Regions from separate parts of the Hordeum vulgare genome. Here region 1 is linked to region 2. A link is a contact called in public Hi-C data. All regions are on one chromosome and are shown on one strand. Each heading gives the region's core, a stretch centred on a gene start, on an enhancer-like site or on the middle of the called end of the contact. The rest is flanking DNA. Distances are from core to core; before and after follow the strand shown. Region 1 holds the start of LOC123400961 (amino acid transporter AVT6A-like). Region 2 holds the start of LOC123402277 (probable serine/threonine protein phosphatase 2A regulatory subunit B''delta).

What was found. A called contact is a pair of places that touch in the nucleus more often than the background predicts.
Region 1: a contact with region 2 is called in a Hi-C map of leaf, with 2.6 times the contacts expected there. The contact joins the promoter of LOC123400961 here to the promoter of LOC123402277 in region 2. A contact is called at or near these places in 2 of 6 Hi-C or Micro-C datasets (both in leaf).

The regions. Positions count from the first base shown.
Region 1 is chr6H:161,736,906-161,742,075 of MorexV3_pseudomolecules_assembly, reverse strand. It overlaps LOC123400961 (amino acid transporter AVT6A-like), which reads right to left and starts at 1,620. Exons shown (of 6, transcript XM_045094675.1): 1 at 1,069-1,620; 2 at 80-528. The coding sequence starts at 503.
Region 2 is chr6H:161,257,614-161,262,784 of MorexV3_pseudomolecules_assembly, reverse strand. It overlaps LOC123402277 (probable serine/threonine protein phosphatase 2A regulatory subunit B''delta), which reads right to left and starts at 3,135. Exons shown (of 11, transcript XM_045096178.1): 1 at 2,545-3,135; 2 at 2,343-2,448; 3 at 1,958-2,057; 4 at 1,777-1,882; 5 at 1,591-1,681; 6 at 1,366-1,507; 7 at 1,104-1,251; 8 at 868-977; 9 at 1-80. The coding sequence starts at 2,931.

The sequences.
Region 1 (5,170 bases), core at 371-2,870, 480 kb before region 2:
TGCCAATTATCGATATTCAACATTACAACTCCCGATGGCAAGTAGGCATAACAGAAAAAGGGTCGCGTCACAGGCATACCGATGATAATCATGTATACAATCATGACACCAATGTTGTTTATCACCACAGATGCTTGCAGCGCAATCCTCCCCCATTGACCAAAAGAGTCACCCATCAGCCAGCCATAGGATGTAATCTTGGCCTGGTGGCTGCACCTGACCATCATGTCAATCGATGCCTCGGTGAGCAATGCCACAAGGATGATCATCAAAATACCAGGGATAATGCCTAGCATCTTGATACTTGCTGGCAGGGCCATAATTCCAGCCCCCACGATGGTTGTCGACAGATTGAAAACTGCACCCGAGAAAGAAGCTCCATTGAACTCATGGATCCCGTCTTCCTCTTCCGCCTTGAGTGGGAGAAGTGGCGTGGTCTCATCCCTCTTTTCCTTGTGTGCCGCATGCTGGGTTTCACTAGGTGAGCCATCCCCAATCCCCATTTGTTAGAGTAGTACTTCCAACCTCCTGTATGTGCAAAATTCCAATTAGGACAACAGATGAGTTTCGTCTTAAATTTGAATTCCCGCTGTTCTATTACTATTGTATTCCCCAATGTTTATTCAGTAGCATTAAATACCTTGTCCTGAATTAAGGCAACAGAATCCCAGTTTCATTTATCTTGGGAAAATGGTGCTCAGAATAACCATGAAAGAACTAAGCTTTCAAGTTACAACTAACAATATGACTGACGCTTTGACAGGATGTACACAAAGTCTGGCTTGATGACAACCAGGTAACAGAACCACATAAAGCAACAAAATTCGAGCGCCATTTCCGGTAGTAGAACACATGCAGCAGTATCATTATTCAGTAATAAGATGTTCGGTAAGCGCAACGTCTAAATCTTGGAACTTCCCCCAAATCCAAGACAACCCCTCCAGGGCAGATACCAATCAGATAACCCGAATGGGGACAAAACCCCAGACGAAGCTAAACCCGATCCTACCAGCTACCACGGAATAATAACAAGCGCAGACGACAGAGAGGAGCATCTCAATCTCATACCTCCACAGAATCCCAACTGTCGCTCGGCCAACAACAACCCGAACACGAAGAGAGCAGAGCAGAAGGCTTGAATCGGCGAGGAGAATTTCGTGCGAGCGCGCGTGGTGTGCAGACGGAGTTCTCCCACCCACCCACCCCCGGGCCTTCTTCTTATACAGGCGAATGCCGCGTGCGGTGCCGCGCCTCCGCTTATCCAAGAACCGGACGTGTTTCTTGCCTTCCTGGTCGCCGCGCGCGCCGGTCCCTTTCCACGGAAAGGAAGAAAGGAAAGCAATTAATTCTTGCCTTCCGCAGTTGATCTTTGCTTCCTCTTACTTGCCAGATTAGTTTATTCTTGGCCGGTTGCTTGCTGCCTCGCCTTTTTCCTCACGACTGGGTTGGCCGGCCTTATCCGCGGGCAGATGACAAAAAATGGTGTGGCGTGCGGTGATGGTGGTGGCACCGCGAGGAAGACGACGACGAGGATTAGAGGGGTGGAGGTGTGCTGGCGAGATCTTTTTTGTCGACGAGTGGATGAGAGTGACGGATCTATGCTTTCTACTTGCCGATAGACTCGCTGAGCGGGTAGATTCTTGTTGGCGAGAGCAGTAGATTCGTGCGGGTGGTTAAAACACTTTTATGGTTCGAGCTCGAAAATATTACAGTTATGACATGGCAAAGCTGGTTCAGAACTCAGGAAATATTTAAGAAAAAAAACAATGCGAAGGAGAGAGAAGAAAAAGAGATTAGCGCATGGCTGATGGAAGGATGATATTGCACTTGCACTGTGGCTAAACGGATCATGCCACAGCTAGCAAAGTCCACCATGATTAGTGGGGTGATTGTAACTTGACACGGGACACGGGAGCGATGATTGTATTGTACGTACTATATCCTTGCTCGACATGTTCTACACGTTTCTATCACTACCAAAAATAATAATAACAATCAATGTTGTTGAATTTCTTCAAGGAATCAGTCGGGTCGGGCCATCGGATCCAACCCTCGTCATCTGTTGGACCCGGTCAACGCACCAAGCTGCAACTCGGCAGTCGCACCACAATCAGCGGGACGGAATGTTGAACTGCAGCTCTGTCGTTCCATCAGAGTGTTCCATCACAAACTGCAGCTTTGTCGCCCTACGCGCACCACCATGCCCCGCTGCACTGCAGTTCCGCCGTCCCACCGGAGTGTTCTATCACACATGCAGCTCCGCCGCCTTGTGCACACCACCACCCCCGTTGCACTGCAGCTCCGTCGTCCCACCGGAGTGTTGCACTGCAGCTCCGCCGCCCTGTGCGTAGCACCACGCCCCGCTGCACAGCAGCTCCGCCACCCCATCGGAATGTTGCACTGCAACTCCGCCACCCTGGCGCGTAGCACCACGCTGTTGTGCTATAGCTCCATTGCAACACCAAGCTTCCCCTGAGAGCCGTTGGAGTCGCTGCATCGAGCCACCAGCGATGTTGCATCGAGACGCCGACGAGCATTGCGTGAGTGCTGCATTGGAGCAGGGGGTAGCCATCGACAAGAGCTTCATTGTAGCTCTGACGTCGGCGACTTATATCACCAGTAGCAGCGACGAGATTGCATCGTAGTGTCGACAAGGTTGCATCACAACACGACGCCTTGAACGAGTTGTTGCGTCACAAACCGCGACCATGGACGCGTTGTTGCATTGTAGCATCCGCGGTCGCCGACGAGCGTCGTACCACATCGTCGGCACCACTAAACGAGTGGCCGCCCTCCCGTTTGTGTGTTCCGTTGCAGCAGTGCATCGAGCGTCGCCCCACGCGGGGTTACAGCGCCACGACGGTGGTGTGCGGAGCTTCACCGTCGTCGTCTGTGATGGTGATGCAGCTGCTGGTGCGTGATGTCACTCCTCTTTTGGTTCGCATCAGCGACGTTCCCATGGGAGTTACTCCGTCGAGTTGGGGACGGGAAAGATGTGTGGAGGAGAGATGCAAAGCGAAGAGATAAGGTAGCTGGAGGAGCTGAAAGCGGTGGATGGGCCCAGGGACATGTGTCAAGTGTTGCGTGCGGTTTATGCGTGTGATAGATCAGTAAGTTGATTTTAATAATTTATTTTCGATTGTTGGTTGGATAATACTCCCTCCGTAAAGAAATATAAAAGCTAATTACTTTAGTGATCTAAACGCCCTTATATTTCAAAAACTTATTAATGCATATGCACTATTTGGTTGCAACGAACGCACCTGTCCAAGCCGTCTCATCTCGATATTTTTAATGTGATTGCTTTGTGACAAACAAAAGGAAAAGCATCTGGTCGGCCTGTCCTCTCATGTCTTCACGTCCCCTCCATCCAACCATTTTTCAGCAAGATCTCACGTGCATGCATTTATTTGGGGCTTTAAAATTTTCTAAAATCTGTAACTTTTGACTCGAGCGTCGAATCTCAAATCCGTTTTCACCATTATGTTTGTTGCGATGAGTTCTTCCAAACTAGATCACATATGGATAGGTTTAGACAAATTATTTTGGGTAATTTGGGGTGATATTGAGACAACTTTAGTGCTAGAAAAAAGAAACTTCTTGTTAGTCTGCATAGTCAACTAGCGAGCAACAATATGATAACTCAAACATCAATAACTAGCGAGCAACAATAAGACAAAAAAATTGGGCAACTTTGGGTCATATCAACATTAACCCTTAGAAACTATATTAGCTCATATCAATGGCATAATCAACTAGCGAGCAACACTAAGATAACTCAAACACCAACACTTTGTTAATACAATCATGATATAATATGACAACAATGGTATCTCGATAGCCCTTTCTGAGACCGCAAAACATAAATGCAGAGCACCTCCAAAGTTCAAGCAACAACTAGACATTGTAATTTATGGTAAAAGAGATCCAGTCATGCTGCAAACAATGATTAACTAGACACAAAGCATGAGGATGACATCAGTGCTCTCAGGTCTGGTTCTTATTTGAGAAGGTGATAACTCAAGGTAAAAATAAAAAAACATGAAAGTAAATAGAAAGTCGCTTCACAAAGGGAAGCAGGGATTTGCATATGTGAGAGAGCTCGTAGCGAAAATAAGAGATAAATTATTAGGGAGGTACACCCTGCCTGTCAACGTTACGACCGAGAGTTATCGGTATCTTCCATGCTAAAGAAATTAGCGGTGGTTCCCAAGCAATAAAAGTAAAGGTTTACTACCCCTCTACCAAAAAACATACACTCCACGGCTAGCCATATCCATGGGTACCGTCCATACCAACAACAATCCAGGGGGAGTTTTGTTTAATTATTTGCGATCCATGATTCGGGATTGGGAGTCCCTTTTTACTAGCCCCTCTCGTGCAAGGGCGAGTGAATAAGCACTCATCATGAGAATAACCCGCTTAGCATGGAAGATACTGACCGCCCTCTGTCGCTCCATGAGCAATCCAGGCACACAAAACAGAAGTTCATTTGAAATATTAGAGGTGGCACATGCAAATTTACTTGCAACGATAGGGTAATGCCGCATATAGGTAGGTATAGTGGACTCATTTGGAATAACTTTGTTTCAAGGATTTTGATGCACAAGCAGTATTCCCGCTTAGTACATGTGAAGGCTAGAAAATAGGTTGGGAAGCAACCAGCTAGAGAGCGAAGACGGTCATGAACATGCTTTTATGAATAATCATCGTTGCATACTAGCATGAGTAGGATATAAACACCATGAACATAAATATCATGGAGGCTATGTTGGTTTTGATTCAACTACATGCGTGAACATGTGCCATGTCAAGCCACTCGAACATTCAGAGGAGGATACCATATAATCGTACTACATCACAACCATTTTAATGCATGTTGACATCCAAGATAAATCATCATCTACTCCTAGCTACTTAAGCATGGCATGAGCAACTATAATCTCTAATTGTCATTGCAAACATGTTTGGACATAATACGTTGAATCATGGATACTAGTCTAAACATATTTACAAAAACAAAAACAAGTTGAGTTCATACCCGCTTTTCTCTACCGCGGTCACTTTATCAAATATCGTCATTATTGCCTTTCAATTGCACGACCAAACGATATGAAAATAATAATAGTACAAGAGCGTCGTGGACTAAGATGGAATCTGCAGTATTTCA
Region 2 (5,171 bases), core at 1,886-4,385:
GATGAAGTTGCTCCTCAAAGAAGTATTGTAGTTCATTGTGTGTGAGTATGTTGTTGCCATCCAAATCTATACATTTAAACCTAGCAAGAGGATAATGGAAGCATAAATGTGAGTTTCTAGAATACTCGACATAAAAAACATCTCAAATTAAATCACACAACCATTTAAAGTAATCTAGCATGATGAAGGGTGCGTAAAAAACAAATGACGAGATGGCTATGGCAAGAAATCCCCTTGAAGATCTCCTAGTCAGGATGTTTCTCCTGAGGCAGACTTCCTACGATCTTAGGAGTAGATTTGCTTTTCCGAATACCCGTGTTCTAGAAAATTTCAACGAACATCTCGCAAACCACACATTCATTTTTTAATACCTTGTGTCATTTGTAGCCAACGAGTCATTTGACAGACTGAGCAAGTAAAGAATTCTGCTTAACTTAGATTGAGAATGAAACCAGTCAGTGTCAGACCCAGGGTTTAGATACAAGGGAGAAACCCCCAAGGGCAAATATGCAGTTCTTGGAGAAAAAGTTGAGGGGCCCATCCCCCTTTGGTCTCTTTTTTAAAGAAAGGTACAAAGACCTACTGTAATAAAACATCCGCTGATCCACGGTTTATCGGCTTTGCAAAAGTCTTGTCTCAGAAAGAAAGATCTAATAGTGCTGTAGAGAAACTTGTTTATAGAAGAGGCATGGACATGGGAATCATAACATTATTGGTGATTGATAAACTTGCAGTGGCTTAGATTTTAGGTAATGCACAATAGTATGCGCCACAATACAAAACATTCCAGTGCTGCTCAAAATAATTGGAGCATTGCTTAACTGAAGAATTAAAGCAAGTGTCAGAAAAAACAAAAGCTGGACCTACCAATAATCTTGGCTTGGTTCTGATGATTTATCTTCTTCAGATAAAATAAAATGAACAAAATCTTCATAACACATTTTCCCTGGAACCTTGCTGGTAAATTTCCTGGGAACCTATCATGTATCAATTTAAAACTGTTAGTATGAACTTAATGGTAAAGAATCGCTGCATGTAAAAAATGCAGTGCAAGTGAAGAAACTTGAATGATCTGAAAATGGTAGAACGAAAAGAATACTAACCTCTGAGAAAATTCTATCTACAATCCTATATGTCAACGCATGATTTCCATACTTAATAAGATTTTCTTTATCAATAAAGAAATCATGGTCCGTATCGAGTTCCCAGAACTTGCAATATATCACATAGAAATGCTCATACGAGAAATACCTACAGAAAACGAGAAATGTTTGGTGTCTTACAAGTTGTAGAGGAAATAATTTTGCCATACAAAGAAACAGAAGCAAAAAAAGTTGTGTGAAATTTTTTATTTAAATGTGCCACCTTAAGACTTTATTGATATCCTCTTCATCATCAGCATGCCGCAGCGAATCAAGCAGATTTCCACGCTTCAGCTCCCTCAGACTGAGAAGGCCACTTCCAATTCGATTCAAGCAATAAAATATCCTATATACGACAGTCTCAGCTGACAAACAATGTTGTATAAGTAGAAGAAAATACTGTATGACATTCAATATTTGATTTAAATGGTCACAGAGATAGGCTTACCATATCTTTCTTGAAATTCCGGCGTGCTCTTTAAGAATTCCAGACCAGGATGGTTGTCCAAAAGGTCTCGAAGAACCGGTTTGAAATCTTCCTACATTATTACCAAGGGCATCAATCATGAAACAGAATCAGCATCCATTTATGGAGTCTTTAATTGCATGATTTTGTTCTGTAAAGCACACATACCTTTGTGAGGTAATCATGATCGGGTTGCTTCAAAATCGTAAATACTTGGGTTGCACTGTCCATAGTCATCATATTGCTATTCACCCAGAAATCCATAAAGGCATCCCTGGAAGAAATACCATAGTGTAAGATTCAACATTTGTATGTTCTGTGAATCCCAAGTGATCAAGTGATCACCTACCTTGTGATAAATTCAGTGTTATCCTTATCGATCTTTCCAAAAAGAACAGTGGTAAAGAACGACGGTAGTTTGCAGAGCTCCCTGGTAACCATCCGAAATTCTATTGTGGCAAAAACAGACAAAAAAACAAAAGCACAGGACATATAGATGATTAGTTGATATCATCACGACAATTTGATATGATCATGATAATTGACAATTTAAGCTGGTTATGCTTTAAAAGCTAATCCAGATGACAAACTTGAGCACCGATTTGATCAGATGAAAACCACGAGTGAAACTACTGGTCTTGACACCAGTGACTTGTAAATAAAATTGCATCCAAAAGATCCAGTCATTTCATATTTGGCAAAATTACCATGAAGACATGTCGTATTTCACGCACCTTGAATCCGAAGGCCATTGGAGTGCCCGGCGAAGAGCTGCTCGACTATAGATACGCACTGCCTCTTCTGCTCATATGGCAGCGGGCGTCCATCTCGGAAATAGAACTGTCAAACGACATGGACGATTTCGATTAGCTTGCTGGAAAAGAATGGCGCTGGCAGATTGATGGGTCGACGGTGAGCATGCACATGCGTATGTACCTGCGGAATGACCTCCTTGACGGCGCGCGCGGTGGACGGCCGGAGCGGGGACGCGGAGCGGTTGGAGTGTCCGCCGACCCCGCTGGGCTTCCTGGAGAGGCGCGGCGACCTCGGCGAGAGCGGCGGCACGTTGGCGCCCCCCTGCATCATCATGGACGGTAGCATGGCGCCCCCGGCGAAGCCGCCCACGCCGTTGGCCTTGGCCTTCTGGGCCAGGCAGCTGACCAGCGCGACGGTGTCGGGGAGGGAGAGCCAGTGCGCGAAGAGGTGGTCGAGGACGCCGCGCAGCGCGGGCGCCCCCGGCGCGGGGATCTCCGGCGGCAGCTGCAGGAGGTCCACCTGCAGCGCCAGCGCCGACACGGCGCTCAGATCCGGCGCCGCTTCCATTCCCGATCCTCGCCTCGATCGCTCGCCGAGCCGATCCGATCGGAGCTGGCAAGCCGATCAGCGGGCGGACCGTAGGAGAGGGTAAGTTCGAGTGGGAATCAGGCGCGTGGCGCGACGTGGGCGGCGGCGGTGGGGAAGAAGACCGGTGAGTAACTAACGGCTCGCCTCACGCCAGTCTGGGCGCCATCCTGGCCGTCCATCTGATAGATCGGCCGCGTCCCTGCACACACAACCACATGGCTCCAGTCAACGGCTGGAGGATGGATGCCGGGCGATCTGCAAACGGATGCACATGCCTCCAGCTCTAAACAGGCGATGCCCCTATACGCTTCGGTTGATTAGTACAAATTTCATACAAACATTGGGGGAAAAATCGTAGGAAACTTTGGCAAAATGAAGCTAGAAGTAAAATCGTTGTGGCTAAAAGATAATGCAAAATTCTTTGGAAATATACAACATATTTAACATACCATCTTGACTTGAAAACAAGACGGATGCAGGGATTCCTCACTTGTGGAATAAAAGAAAGATGCAATCAACCAGATGAGATCTTCTAATGTCTGGTAATATGTCTAGCGAGGAAAAAAAGGAGAAGTGAAGAATGGCAATAACCTAACCATAAATAGCGATGGATGAGAGGGAGAGAAGGGTGGATGGGAGAGGAAGGACGAGAGGGCAAGTAGGCATGTGAGACCACCGATAAACTCGCACCATGCATGCATGCTATTACATGTTCTTTTTAGTTTGGAATTAGCATGGTACATTCCTGTGTTAATTAATTTTTTGTCGAAATTCAACATAAAAACTCGGATAATGGTTCATGCATTGTACTCCATCCGTTTCAAAATAAATGACTTAAAAATGACGTTAGTGCAAAGTTGAGTCATTTATTTTGAAACGGAGGGAGTAGTTTGTAGGAAATGTTATTTTATCATAAAAATTCCAATGGTCGGGAGTTAGAAAATTTCAATAATAGCACATGTCATTACGATAGGTGGTCCATTGCTGGCGTCAATAATAAGCCCCCATCGTTTGTAGTGCACCAGCTCGCGAACAATTGCCCACACTCACACCACTAAGTTCGAGTGATTTCTCTCTGATAGCAATCTTCGATCAATCCATTGTTTTAATGGGGAGATATTGTCTCGCCTACCACCTGAAAGGGCCGAGGTGGACCTAGAGGGGTGAATAGGTACAAATACAGATTTAATTGCTACTTAACTTAACAATTTTATGCAATAAAGAGGATATAAAGGAGAGCCTAATAATTGCTAAGGAGAATCTAATGATATGCAATATATTCAAAAACACCAAGTAGCAAGGTGAAAAGGCACAATAATATGTAAAGTAAATTATAAGAGACAATTAACCACAAATAGGGACTTAGGGGTTAGGGATAACCACAACTCCGGGAGACAAGGATGTATCCCGACGTACATTTTTTTGGAGGGAGGCTAGTCACCTTTGGAGGGGCGAATGTTACCATGAAGGCTCACCCTATTCCATCCTTGATACAACACCATGAAGGTGTTTCTTAACCACTAGCGATGGATCTTGAGGTGGTCTCCAAACCTTCATAAACTTTTCAAAGGTAGTCACCATGCACGATTCCTCACTGGAGTACTCCTACCACCGGAGTCTTCAACCTCTAAGAGTAACACGATCAAAGGGAAAAGCTCAAGACTTGCTCAAATCACAATTTGCTCCGGACACAAGGAGGAGAGGGAATAGATCTATCGCTCGATTGGAACAAATTTCAAGAACTCTCACAAATGCTTTCGAGCATCTAGGATATGGTGTGGAAGAGTGAGAGGGAGCACTTATAGGGTTCTAGGGATATTTGGAATGGAGTGTTCAACCCTCCCCGTGAGTAGGAGAGGGGTATATATAGCACATCCCCAATGTGGCCATTAGAGGTATTCTACCCACTTAAGTGTCAGATGTCCGGTGGGTTACCAGAAGTACAATGACTCGCGAAGCACTAGACATCTTGTGAAACCACCGTCCATCCGGTGGCTAAAGCAGGCTAGTGTGCATGTGGAAGGCAAAAATGGTGAAGTGTCTGAAGTGGACGTTTGGTATTGGCCGGACATCCAGTGTTCCAAGGAGCACTGGACATCCCGTGGGTACTGGAAATCCGTTAAAATAGTACTGGATAGATCAAGTTGTATTTCGCGTGAGGGTCATAAATCCAATGAATTTGCCTCTGTATGGGTTTACCGGACGTCCGATGAATACCA